2 separate regions of the Sus scrofa genome follow, and region 2 is linked to region 1. The links are chromatin contacts, called in public promoter capture Hi-C maps. All regions are on one chromosome and are shown on one strand. The core of a region is the stretch at or near the end of the contact, and the rest is flanking DNA. Distances in the headings are between cores, read along the strand shown. Region 1 holds the start of APBA1 (amyloid beta A4 precursor protein-binding family A member 1). Region 2 holds the start of SMC5 (structural maintenance of chromosomes protein 5).

Evidence for each region. Promoter capture Hi-C pulls out the DNA fragments that hold promoters and counts their contacts.
Region 2: a promoter capture Hi-C map of liver shows a contact between it and region 1, with 4 times the contacts expected there. The contact joins the promoter of SMC5 here to the promoter of APBA1 in region 1. A contact is called at or near these places in 1 of 5 promoter capture datasets (liver) and 1 of 47 Hi-C or Micro-C datasets (embryonic fibroblasts).

What each region holds. Positions count from the first base shown.
Region 1 is chr1:222,986,980-222,993,629 of Sscrofa11.1, forward strand. APBA1 (amyloid beta A4 precursor protein-binding family A member 1) reads right to left here and starts at 3,019. Exons shown (of 13, transcript XM_021064677.1): 1 at 2,767-3,019.
Region 2 is chr1:223,557,694-223,564,343 of Sscrofa11.1, forward strand. It overlaps SMC5 (structural maintenance of chromosomes protein 5), which reads left to right and starts at 2,578. Exons shown (of 24, transcript XM_021064744.1): 1 at 2,578-2,909. The coding sequence starts at 2,713.

The DNA of each region.
Region 1 (6,650 bases), core at 1,769-4,268:
CAACTAACATGTTTGTAAATTAATGACAGTAACCCAAAGGGTTAACTTTGGATTTTGGGGCATGAAATTCTCTCAATTTTAAGAACAATTACTTTTTCCTTGTGGAAGTTAAGTCCCACCTCCTCATGGTACCAGGGTTTATTCCTTTTGCCCTCATAGGTCGATTTTCAAATGTCCCTTATTTCTAAGTCTTCCGAAAAATATACTTCTTTAAGAGACCCAATGGTGGCAAGGAAAAGAATTAAGGCTTCTTTAAATGAAGAGAATGCATCCATGCAAAACAAATGGCTTGCTGCAGACCACAGCAAAAGGTACAACTATTTCTCAGACTGAATTACAGGATTCAAGCTATATCATTAACCTTAATAGTCCCAACTTTAGGAAGCTAAGTAGTGCATTTTAAAAATTATCACAGTTATGTCAGAAAGAAAATCACTAATTCTTGAGTCATCAACTGTGCTGTTGTATAATTATTCTTTTTCAAAACAGTTTATTTATCTTGATAATTAATAATATTCTTAAACTGTCTTATTAGACATTTACATCTCTGAATTTTACCTGCAGATATAAAGATGCCAACTATTTTTTAGAAAATCCAAAACCTCTGAGAATGCCTTTTACACTCCAAAGTACTTTTCTCAGGAAGAAATCAGCAGAACTAATGAGAGTGAAGAACTAAGAATTAAAATTCATTTTTATAAATCTATCCTTAAATCCTGGATGCAGTCCAACAACCTCCCATTAAAATTTTACAAGACTTGACTTGACGTGGGAAATTTAATGTTCACAGCTCCAAGAAAACCCGATCTACAGATCATCATTAATTAAGAGAAGATAAATGGGAAGAAAAAAAATATGTGGACAGCCCTATTATTATTTTCCTATTATTATTTTCAATGCAACTCCTGCAAAAAGAAAATAAAACGATTTTTTTTTTAAAGAGAAAGAAAGCTCTGATGCCAATGTGTTGTATACTTACTTGTGTAGCTATGACTGCTTACAGGCTTTTCAAAAGGATCAGGGCAGCCAGTTTGGATTCCGACAGCAATGCAGTAGAATTTAAGGTGTTATGATTAAAATATGTTCTAAGCAGGTTAATCTAGTCTCATGACATTTTAATAAAGAAATATCAAGATACTAAGTGGAAAGGTACATTCATTTCTATAAATACCGCAGGAGAAACACAGGAGCAGGGAGCCAAACTGCAGTGGACACATATATGAATATGCTATCTCCCTTCCTATCGCTCTCTACCCAGCCCCACACAAGCCTATCTTTATCACGCAGAGACAATTAAACAGCTATTGACTCTGGATGCAATTCTGTGTCCTGGCTCCCACTGGGTGACTTATTCCCAGCCTGACATTTTCCAAATTCCCTACTAGCAGGCTACATTGACTACGCACTGACCTGGGACCTCACCACCATGAGTCTTGGGGGATTTCAGTTCTGGAATAATACATGGTACCACCTAGTCATTGTGAAGCCTGGAAGAGTAGATGACACCAGGAGTAGAAATAAAGTATCCCTTTTCCTAAGGAAAACGCCCTGCCTGTGTGACGTTGACCAAGGAGGGTACCAAATATTTCTCAGTAGGATCTTTTCGTCTTTTAAATACCACCCCTCCCATCTCTTATACACACATCTAGAGTTCATGCTACAAGAATAAACATAAAGACCATATTCTTCAGCCATAAGATTTCCAGTATTTAAATGTGGAAGAAGAAGGTCTAGTTGACATTCAAAGTTGGGGGAAAGAGAGAGGGATGTGGCCATTAAAGACCCTTCTCCTTCAGGTCAGACCAGAGATAAACAATAGAAACTGCAGTGTCAGGGCATCTAAGACCCTTACAGAGCAGGGGCTGAACAGAGGAGAGGTGTCACAGGATGGAAGCTCCCCTCAAAACCTTTCAGAAAGCCCAGAAAGGGTAACCATTACCCTCTTTCTCTGCCATGGGTCCAAAGCCACAGTCACACTTCCACATCCCCATGTCAAAAGACATGTGAGAACAGGGGGAAGTGAGGGTGAGTGAGGAGAAGTGAGAATCCCCACACCCGGCCATCCACGGGGCAGGAGCAGAACAGAGAAGGTACTCAGAGTTGCAGGATGGAAATAACAAACAGTGTCCCACAGTAAACGGGTGACAGCAAGTCGGGGCACCCGCAGATCTCTGGATTTGGAGAGCAGTTTGAGGAGCGTGGACACAATCACACACATACACAGATTCACACACATGGTATTTTACAAATCCGCACCCACCCTGCTGTCTCCCTCCACATTCACACACCAAGTGCCTCCTGCCCACTTCATCGTTGCCATCACCACACTCTTTTTCACAGTCAGCCAAGAGCTGAGGGTTCCTAGCGGGGATTCCTGGAAATGTCGTCCCCCAACACCTTTCATTCGCCATCCCCATCCCTTAGGCTCTACCTTTTACACACACACACACACACACACACACACACACACACACACTCCTGCCATGACTGTCATCAGGCCCGCCGCTGTCCCCAAAGCACTGCATTTCAGCAAGCACCGGACACCCGGCATCCCAATTCTCAACGCCTCCTTCCCCCGCCCCGTTAGCTCCGTGGCTAAAGGCACTGCCCTCTGGATGTCGCCGGCTGTCCCCTCTTATCCGCACTATTGTTCCTCGCAGCTCCTCTCGCGCCCGGGGGCACCCTTCCGCTAGGACCGGGGCTCAGTCGGGGGCAGCATCAGCGCCGGAGAGCCCCCATTCACCCACCCCTCCCTGGCGGTGGTACCTTGCTTGACAGCTGGGTCCGCGGGCCCGCGGGAGCAGGCGGCGCTAATGACAGCGTTGGTGCCAAGCCTGGGAATAAAGCTCCACTCCAGCCGCTCCTACCTCTACTGCCACCATCTTCTCCCGCCGCCGCCGCCACGACCTCAGCCTCCCTCGCCAATCTCGGGCTAGGGCTCTGCAGCCGCCGCTCGGGCCCCTTCGGTCCCGCGGCCCCACCCCCTTCTCCCCACCCTCCCGCCCGCCGCCCGCCCCTCGTGACGCGCGCCGGGGCCGAGCCGGCCGGCTGGAGAGGGAGGGTGCCCCGGGGAGCGCGCGCGCGCACGCCGCGTGCTAGGAGCGCCCTGCCTCCCACGCCCACCCGCGCGCACGCGCGGCGCGCGAGCCCTAAGCAGTTGGGCGGTGTCCTCCACGCGCCGCCTCTGAAGCGCCCCGGTCCCGACGCGGGTGGGCGTGCCTGGCTCTGCTGCCTCTTGTCGCTCTTAAGTGCCTGGCTCGGGCAGGGGCGTCTTGCAGTGCGTGGGCCCCGCCGGACCTCCTGTTCTCTCCTCTGGCTGCTGGCCGGGCGCACTGAGCGTGACGTGGGGTTGTCTCCGCGAGGGGACTGATGGGGACACCCCCGCCTCCTCGGCGGAAGCCCAGAGGGGGTTCCCCGACAGGATGGGCCGCGCTGTGGGACCACGAGGTCGGGCCGCTGCTTTGGCTCCTGAGGGGTGTTCCCTTTGCTGAGTTACTACCGAGCTTCTCTTCTTCCGGCCCTGCCTGCATTTCGCTGCCCCGCGGCTGCACAAGACCCCTTCAGAAAAGAGGGTGGCTGGCGTCTCGGAAAGCGCTGCAGTCCTGCGTTGTCGCCGCCAGGGGGCGAGTCGCTCGGGTTTGAGCTGGAGCTAAACGGGCCGCGTTTGCCGCCCTTGAGGGGAAGAGTCCGTTCCTGGGGGAAGAGCAGAAAGCTTCTGCCGGGAGATGCTCGGCTTAATTTTTCTACCTGCTTCTCAGTTCTGGTTGGTCAGAATTTAGACTGTATTTGAGCCTAGCTTAGGGCATCAGTCCCAGATATGCTTGGGAGGGAATAAGAGTGGGGGTGGGGGGGAGCCTTAGCAGCAGGAACCAGGTGTCAGGTGCTGTGCGTTAATGAAAAGCAGTGGGATAGACAGGCCTCAGGGGACTTGGGCTCTGTCGACAGCCTCACCTATAATTGGCAATGTATTATGAGCGAAATCATTTCTCTTCACAGATTTCTCAGTAATAATAAATGATATTTGCACAAAGCCTTATAGTTTGCAAAGCCATCTTCATACACATATTCTCATCTAGTAAAATGAAGATAAGCCTTGATTATCTGGAGCTCTTGGGAAAGGAATCTCTTGCTACATACACCATGTTTACATATTATTTTAACCAAAATACTGCCAGAAATCTGGATGTAGTCTGATGTATTCTTGAAGTCTTGTGTTTTAGCTTTAAAATTCATATGAATTTACATTCCACTGCGTAATGAATCTTTTTTTTTTTTGGCTTTAATAACTAATTAATAGCTTCCCCCTCCTCAAAAAGATCTTTTACTAAAATCGAAATATTATATACTACAAGGATACTTGTACTGTGACCTTACATAATTCTTTTTCTTCCCCCCAGCAAATATTTATTCGACGTATATTCTAGATAGGGCCCTTGTTCTCCCAGAGTTCACAGTACAATGGAGGAAACAGATATTAATTAGACTAATAAGTGCAACTGTGATCCATTCTCAATTGCAAAGGTGCTAAAGGTTTATAGCGAAACCTAATATAACTCCAGGATTGGGTTAGGCTTTCCAGGGAAATGATCTTCCAGGCTATCTAGGAGAGGCAGCACTGAGACTCTTCCAGGCAGACAGAAGGAAATGTGTAGAAGCCCACGCAGGTGGGGCTGAAGTGAGAGGGAATGAGAAAGGGCTAGGGAGGCAGGCAGCAGCAGCCACACCTGTAGAACCTTATGGGCCTCTTTAAATAAGGATTTTATCCTGTGAACCTTGGAAGTCAGTGAAAGGCTGTAAGTGTTGGAAGTGTGTGATCATGATCACATATCAGTTCCTGAAAGATTTGTGAGGTAGCTGTCTGAAGAAGTGATTCATGAAGGTCAGGGTCCAGGGCAGAGAGATGCTGAACCCTTGACACACTCCTGCCTATTACTTGGTGAGTATTTAGGGTTTTTAGTTTTTACACTGCCTGTTCTTCTGCTTATTTTTAGTTCTTGCCTTCATACATACCAGTTTGGAGGCTTTTCAGAGTGCCTTGCTATGATAGTCCCTATTTTGTTACTTTTAATCAGCTGTGGTTTTAGGAAGGAAATTAATCTTGTTAGAATTTCAGATTCAGTAAGGGGATATAGGTTCTGAGTGACAGGCTCTTCTCTGTGCATACACTTGGTGCCATTTGGTTTGTTATCTCAGCAATCTTTCTTTTTAGGGCCACACCCATGGCATATGGAGGTTTCCAGGCTAGGGGGTGAATCAGAGCTGTAGCCGGCCGACACCACAGCCACAGCAACACCAAATCTTTAACCCACCGAACAAGGCCAGAGATAGAACCCCATCCTCATGGATAGTAGTCAGTTTTGTTTCTGCTGCACTATGATGGGAACTCCTTCCTCAGAGATCTTTCTGCTTATTTTGTACTTTGTTTGGTCATACCTGCAGCACGTGGAAGTTCCTGGACCAGGGATCGAACCCGTACCATGGCAGTGACCACACCGAATCTTTAACCACTAGGTCATCAGAGAACTCTTTGTGCCTTGGCTGGCAGGAAACTGAAGCCAAATTTGTAGGTCAGTCTAGGAAATGGGTAGATGCATATAACATTCATGTCTATGTCACAGCTCTTCGTTTGGTCTTGTTTTCTATCGATAATTTTCCTGTGCCTGCTTTATTGGCATTTTTCTACTTTATTATAAGTATTCTTATAAGCCACTTCAGATGCTTGTACTCATCTACTTTTAACAAGGGTCAGAACTGCTGTTCAATGTTTCAGAAGTCAGTATATAGAATACTGGCACCTTGCCATCCATTGTAGCAGGTAATAATACTATAGACATTGTCCCAAGTGACTTGGGTTTAAATTCAGGCCTTGTCCACCACTACATATGGTTCAGAAGTCTCTGTGCATGCCAATTTAGAGCCTCCTATTATAAGCAAACTCAAATTGGCCTCCCACTGACTCAAAGATAATTTTCTTCAGTGTGATCTCTGAGTTCCTGAACTCCATAACCCTGCCCTGTACCTAGGAGTGTATCTTACTGGGACAGGCACTGTTTGCCCCTTGGTGAGAGGGCAGGGATCCATGAAATTTTACTCATTTAGGTTTCTTTTGGTCAGGAAAGACCCGAAGAGCCCAAGATTCACTAAATTCAAGCTTCACAAGAGTGTGATCATGTCCTTGTTCAACCCCTGTTAGGATTCTCGACAGCGCAAACAGAACATGTCTCTTTTGGTAGCAGTATATACTTTTCCTTGGTTTCATATTCCTTAGCAATTACCTTTTTTCTCTCTTAGTCCTTGAGTTTAAGTTAAGAACTGAGGTTGTATATAGAGCAAATATTCAATAATCTTTGGGTAATGAGGTTTTTCTTGAGGATTTTATTTTTGCTAACACTTGATTATCTAGCAACCTATCCAATCTGTAGTTATTTTTGTCACAGAATTTTGGATGCATGGACAAAATAAACCTTTGTGAAATGTACATATCCTAAACTTCAATGAATTTACTTTTACGTGCTGTTTCTTATTTCACCAGCTTTTTCTTGACATACATCCTCTCCTGGCTTCAAACAAGACCCAGTCTTTTTCCTTTCTATCCCCAAATATGTCAGGCTCCCTTTCTCTCTTCCTTGAATCACATTCACTGTACTCTT
Region 2 (6,650 bases), core at 1,328-3,827, 570 kb after region 1:
TGAAGCCAAGAAAGAGAACACAGAAGATAGTCTCTGATGGTTAGGTGAAATATATTTATAACTTTGACCCTGCCCCTTTCTGCCAGCTTTTTGTTTGTGTTAATTTTAAAAGTTTCTATAGCATTGGAAGGCCATGGCTTAAAGTGGTTTCTGGTCGCTTATTTCTTCGTCAATAAAAAGTTAAGTAGAATTGCTTTGCCACATCTGTTAGCTAGCAAGGATGGCATGATGACTTCAGCTGATGTCTTAAGATCTGGGTGTGTAGAATTAACCATTGTGGCTCACTCATTCATTCATTAACATCAGATTCTGATTAATAGATATTCTATTTCCAAAGACCTTCTCCTTTTGCCTATATGACACTACTCCTTTCAAGACAATTTTTTACCAGCAGAATTAAAGAAACCAGAGGTGGCAAGATAGATGTGTCTACCTTTATGAGTTCATGAAATTGTTAAGCAATAGTAGGAAGCACTGAGCTAGTGTAACATGCCAGCATATCCCTGGTTCATGCTAACTTCAGTCACACAGAGTCCAACAAAAGAGAAGTATTTAAATCAATTACAGTATATTTGTTTGATAGAATACTATATAGTTGAAACTATGTCACAGAAAAATACTTAATGGCATGGAAAGATATTCATAATATATTGAGAAAAAGGTTAAATAACAGGATACATAATTTGTGCAGTATTTTTTTTTTTTAACACAGAAGGACCATAGTATATACATATGGAAAGAGGATGTTAAAACACATCAAAATCTTAACAGTGATTAGTCTGGGTAGAGGAATTATAAGTTTTCCGTTTGTGTATGTTTTTTTCTGTGTCCCCCAAATTTCTGCATTTAACACTTATTGCTTTTGTGGTTAGAAGCAAAACCAGTAACATTTTCCTTTTCAAAAGATGGTGGTAGAGCATGACTGGCGGTGCTCAGGCAAGAACGCATAGTGTGTGCACATTTGTGGGGTCATCACAAGTTCAGAGGCCCTTTCCCAACTTTCAAGTTTATAAGCATAATTTGATTAATTCACTGAAGAACTGTTGATGGTATAAAGATGGTTATATTGGTTCCCCACTCTTAACTCCTATTACTGCTGCCTGTATTATTTTACTATTAGGGTAGATTTTCCCAAATACAACTATTTCTCCAAAGAAATTGACTCATCAAAGGCTCTTGAAGCAGAGTACCAAGTTACTTTTCAAACAATTTCTACTAGCAGTGTAGCATATAACGGTATAGTGCCCTCCTAAACACTATCTTTATTATTTCCTGTTCAGAAGTTTCAAAATTCTTCTTTAATTTCTATTTAAAATTTTTTTGTGGAGCTCCTTGGTGGCTCAGCAGCTTAAGGATCCAGAATTGTCACTGCCGTGGTTACAGCTATAGTGCAGGTTACATCCTTGGCCTGGGAACTTCATGCTGCAAGCAAAGTCAAAATTTTATAAATATATATTTTTTTCCTAATAACCATGAAAATTTTACATGTTTTTCCAACTCATTTTTTCGTTGATTATAACTTTGAGAGCGTGGATTTCACTCCTGTGAGAGAAAGAATCAGAAACCTGGAAAAGGAGCATTGGTCCAGGAGTCAGAAATCAGGGTTCTACTGCCAGCCTTCCCTTTGTTAACTCCTTCCATGGTTTACTCCCCCAACCACAGCCTTTGTCTTTGCCCAGAATGCTCTTTTCTTATTTCCACACCTGGCTCTTTCTTCGCCTTCAGGGTTTAGCCCAAATATCACTCCCTCTGACAGGCCTTCCCTGCCTCTCCATCACATTCATTCTGTTTTTCTCTTCTGAGCATCTATCTCCGCCAGAAATTAGGTTAACTTGTTCTTTTTCTATCTCTCCACTCACTCCCTCAAGGCCACAACCCAGCCTCTGGTAGATTAGACATTATCAGTTGAGGAATGACACATAAGTAGGTCGCAGGAAGCTCATCTTAAAAGGGAGGTTAATTAGACAAATGTGAGCCAGTTTAAGTGGAACACCCTCTACACCATGCCAGGGAGCTCCGGGGTTTCCGGAAACTTCGAGGGAGGGAGTCTTAAAAGGGAATTAACGAGGGGATGGACAGTCAATGAGGAGAATCTGTGTGGTGCAGTCTTTCTACCAGTTGGAGAGTGCAGGAGACCATAGCGCCATGCTTTAAGAGAGAGGAAGGCATAGAGCCATTTGGAAGAGTTTCCTTTCTTTTCTTTCTTTTTGGACATGGGAACCTGCTTGAAAACAAAGAAAGAAGACGAAGAGGCCCGAACCGAGGGCAGACTCCGAGCATCACCAATGGGGTCTGACGTTGCCCACACGAGGTGCCATCACAAACACCGTCCTCCTTTCTCTCCCGGATGTTTCCTCAGAGCACTGAAAAGGCTTTCAAAATACTAAATGCAACTGATGTCTTTTTTTGAGTTAAAAAACAAAACCAAAACAAAACTTCTCAAAGTATACAGACATAGAGAAAAGTGACCGGAAGCAGCTTCCCCCAGCTCCACCCCCGCTTTCGCAAGGGTTTCGGCCTTCCAGGCCCAGCACTGGGCGGTGCGTGACCGCTGACGCCAGCGATCTCAACTACGCAGGCGCGAGGGCGGGCTCCCGGCAGGGGGTGGGGGAGTCGCGCGCCAGGGCAGGTCGCGCGGGAGCCGGGCGCTGGAGCGCAGGGGCTGCAGGTCGGTGGGAACGGAAGCCAGCTCAAGAAGGAAAGGAAGCCAGAATGGCGACACCGAGCAAGAAAACGTCTACACCAATCCCCCTGGCCTCCAAGAGAGCTCTCCCCAGAGATCCCTCGTCGGAGGTCCCGAGCAAGAAAAAGAGTTCGGCCCCGCCGGCGGCGCCGCCTCCACTGCCGCTGCAGTCTTCAGGGCCTTTCGTAGAAGGCTCTATCGTCCGCATCGCGATGGAGAACTTCCTGTGAGTGGCCAGAGGCCGGGCTGGGGAGGCGAGCGGGCCCTCGGGCTGGGGGCGCAGGCTGCATGCGTGCAGGGGTAGGTGGGTGGATGTGTGCCTGGCTTGTGGGTTTAACAGTAAATTCGTGCTGAGATTGCCGTCAGGAGTTTTATTCGTCGGCCATGAAGATTGACGTGTGTGTCGATGTGGTAGGAGTGTGTCTTGGGTGATATGTTTTTTTTTAATTCTTAACGCCAATGTTGTTTGAAGACGTCATATGGCGGGCAGTGGACGTAGTAGGGATTCGATCTCTGCCCCCTGGGAGTCACAGCCTGTAGAGGTAGGACGTAATCTGTAATTGGCAAAACTGTGGTTCTTGGGAACTCAGAGGAAGCAACAGTTAAATCAGAACGGCAGTGATGCCGTGACAGATTCGTGAAGAGTAGGCAGTTGCTAGGTGGACAAAGATGGTGAAGGTTTCCTAATGGAGGTTGAAATGTACCTGAAAATTAAGCCTTACTCTCAGTTATTGCGCTCCCAGAAGACCCTTGACCCTTTCAAATCTGGCTTTCTGGTTCCTTTTTTATCCCTTCAGACAACTAACCATAATACTCACTGTAGAATTTTTAAATATGTTTTAACACAAATACCGTGTATCTGTTTAGCACCTTAAAGTTCATTTAAGATTTATTTTTTTTTAAGCTTGCGCAGAGTAACATAGGGAAAACAGAATTGCAGTAACATTACTAACATTATTTTTCAAACATCTGTCATGTGCTATAGAAGTAGGTGCTTTATTTACACAATGCTCTCATTCTTTCCTGGTAACAACTCTTTATATTATTTCCATTGATAAGCTCAGAGGTTAATTTGCCCACGTTTACACAGCTAATAAGTAGCGGAATTGTTGTTTGAATCCAAATCAGGAAAGATAAATATAATCAAACGAAGTATTTGCCTTAATAACATATGTGCATCAGGATGCAAGGGGGGAGCAATGGCTAAAATGGTTAATTTTGTCCACAACTGTGAGAAGGGCTTTGTACTGGAGATTATGACATTCTTAAAAAGGAAGAGCATTGCTGACAGAAGGAATTACCTGAAATGGTTATGATTAAGAAGTTTCCAGTATTTTAATATGGTTAGAGCACAGGATGTGAATATGTGAACAGGGTTTATACTGAAGACAACTCTTGGGGGTCTGTGTTTCCTATGCTGAGGAATTCCAGTTCTATGCTGTAGGTTGCCAGGTTAAGTGCATGCATGACATGTGACATATTACTTCAGCAGCATTGTGAAGGATCATTTAGAAAAGGTGCAAAAGTGAAGGCAACAAGGCTTTTACAATACAAGGGCAGAGATGATTCAGAGTTTGACCCTAACGCTGGAAAGTGGGAGCAGAAAGAAGAGATTTGACAGGGTCCGGCTGCAGATTATTTGTGAGGCATGATAGTAAGGGAGGATGCAGCATTTTTCTTAAGTCTCTGCCTTGGAGAATTGGACATTTATAGTGGTATTCAGTAGAAGGAACAGTTTGGGGAAGATAATAAATGCCTTTTGGAACCTGTGACTTGAAGTTTCCTGTGGGACATCTAAAAGATTTCTGTAGGGAGGGTTTTTGGTTTTTTGCTGTACCCACAGCATGCAAAGTTCCCAGGCCGGGGATCAAACCCATGCCACAACAGCAACCCAAGCCACTCCCATGGCAACACCAGATCCTTAACCCACTGTACCACAAGGGAACTCCTATAGGCAATATTTCTAAGTGTTTGGAGCTTACTGGAAAATGTGAACAGGAGAGAGAATTGGAAATCATGCATATAAGTGGTTGTTGAAATTGCAGAAATGGTTGAAATTGCCCAAAAGGAAATATGATTGGGAATAGAAGACCAAGTACAGAGTCCTGGAGAAATCCCTGTATTTAAGGCCAGGCATATCTCACAGATTGAGAAGGAACTGTTCAGAGAAGTAAGAGGAGAACTGTGGGAGAGTATTATCAAAGAAGCCAAGGAAAAAGATCCAAAAACATCATTTGCTACTTTGAATTCAGATTACAGGAGAGAAAAGAACCCATGCATTTAGCAGTTAGGAAATCTTTGACTCTTTGATGAAGTCGTGTAGGCAGAAAACTAAGTAATAGAAGTGTGAATGAACGTGGGGAAATATAGCTTGAATGTGAAGAGGAGCAAGAAAAGGTAGTTGGAAAGTGCAAAGCTAGGTGAAGTTTTGTTTTATGTTCACAGTGGAGAGGTCTTTGAGGCATAGAAAACCAAAATGGCCAGAGAGAGTAGTCTAGGAAAGGATTTCCCAAGTCAAATGGGATTGAGAGTGGAGAGAGAGAGTGCTAGGCAGAAGGAATAGTGTGCACAAGGCTTAGAAAAAGAAGGAAGCATAAGGGATAGTCGAGAAACTGAAGGAAATTCTTTACGGATTGAATTTAGAGGTCTTATTAGAGCATAGAGGAAGAAGATAGTAGAAAAAGATGAGTTAGAGCTAAATTATGAAGGGTCCTATTTTTCTTTCTCTTTTTTTTAAACAAGTAATGTCAGATTTGTTTCTCTACCAACATGATTTGGTGATTGGATGAAGGAGTGGTAGTGTGGATAGAGGTGAAGGAGAAGGTAAGAATCAAAGATGATGCAAAACTAATGCCTTGATGTCATTCACTAAGAGACCGCAAGAGTGGCTTTAGATGGAAAAGATGGTGGGTTTAGTTCTCAATTTTGAAGTCTGTTATGAGCCATCCAAATAGCATTCTCGAGGTGGTAATTGCATTTATAGGTCACCTGACTTATAGATGCTACCTAAGACTGTGAAGAATACATGAGATAACAGCAGTAGCTCAGAAATTTAATGGTAGGAAATGCAAGTATTAAAAAATGGGGCTTCATGTGTTGGGATTAAGAAGTTCCAAGTCAGTTAATTTTCCAGATGTCTGAAATTCCCAAACTAGTTTTATTTTAACCATTGTAAAGAGTTGCTTTAAGACTCAGCTGTTAACAGAATAAAGCATCTGAAAAGATAGGTAGGTGCTGTGCAGAGTTATGGAGTTGGAAACCAGCCAGAAAATGCTACTCACCTGTATTTATTTTATTACCACCTGGCATTTCAGAATTATTAATTTCTTTGAGTATTAAAGTTGAAGTGTACTTGGTTAAAATATTTGGCAGGTTAGTAGCGGGCTAAGCTTTTATTCTTGGGGAATTAGTTGGCAGCTGACTTAAACTCTATGGGAACAGAACATTACTTATGGGTTCTAATTCAAGATATTCAAAGATAGGAGTTCCCATCTTGGCGCAGTGGTTAATGAATCCGACTAGGAACCATGAAGTTGCAGGTTCGGTCCCTGGCCTTCCTCAGTGGGTTAAGGATCCGGCATTGCCCTGAGCTGTGGTGTAGGTTGCAGACGCGGCTCGATCTCGCGTTGCTGTGGCTCTGGCGTAGGCCGGTGGCTACAGCTCCGATATGACCCTAGCCTGGGAACCTCCGTATGCCGCGGGAGCGGCCCAAGAAATACCAAAAAGACAAAAAAAAAAAAAAAAAAAGATATTCAAAGACAAGTTGGAAAGATATCTGAGTCAGAGTTTGCTTCACATTTTGCCCTAGTTGTCCCTGAGGACTGATAAGGATTAGATGCCGCTATTGCAGGTAGAGGCTAGAGAGCATGCTGCTTCCTGATATGAAGGAATATTACAGAAGTGCTTGGAGATGATACACTCCTCTTTCCTCCCATAGGAATAAAATTTATTTGAATATATGCTAAAA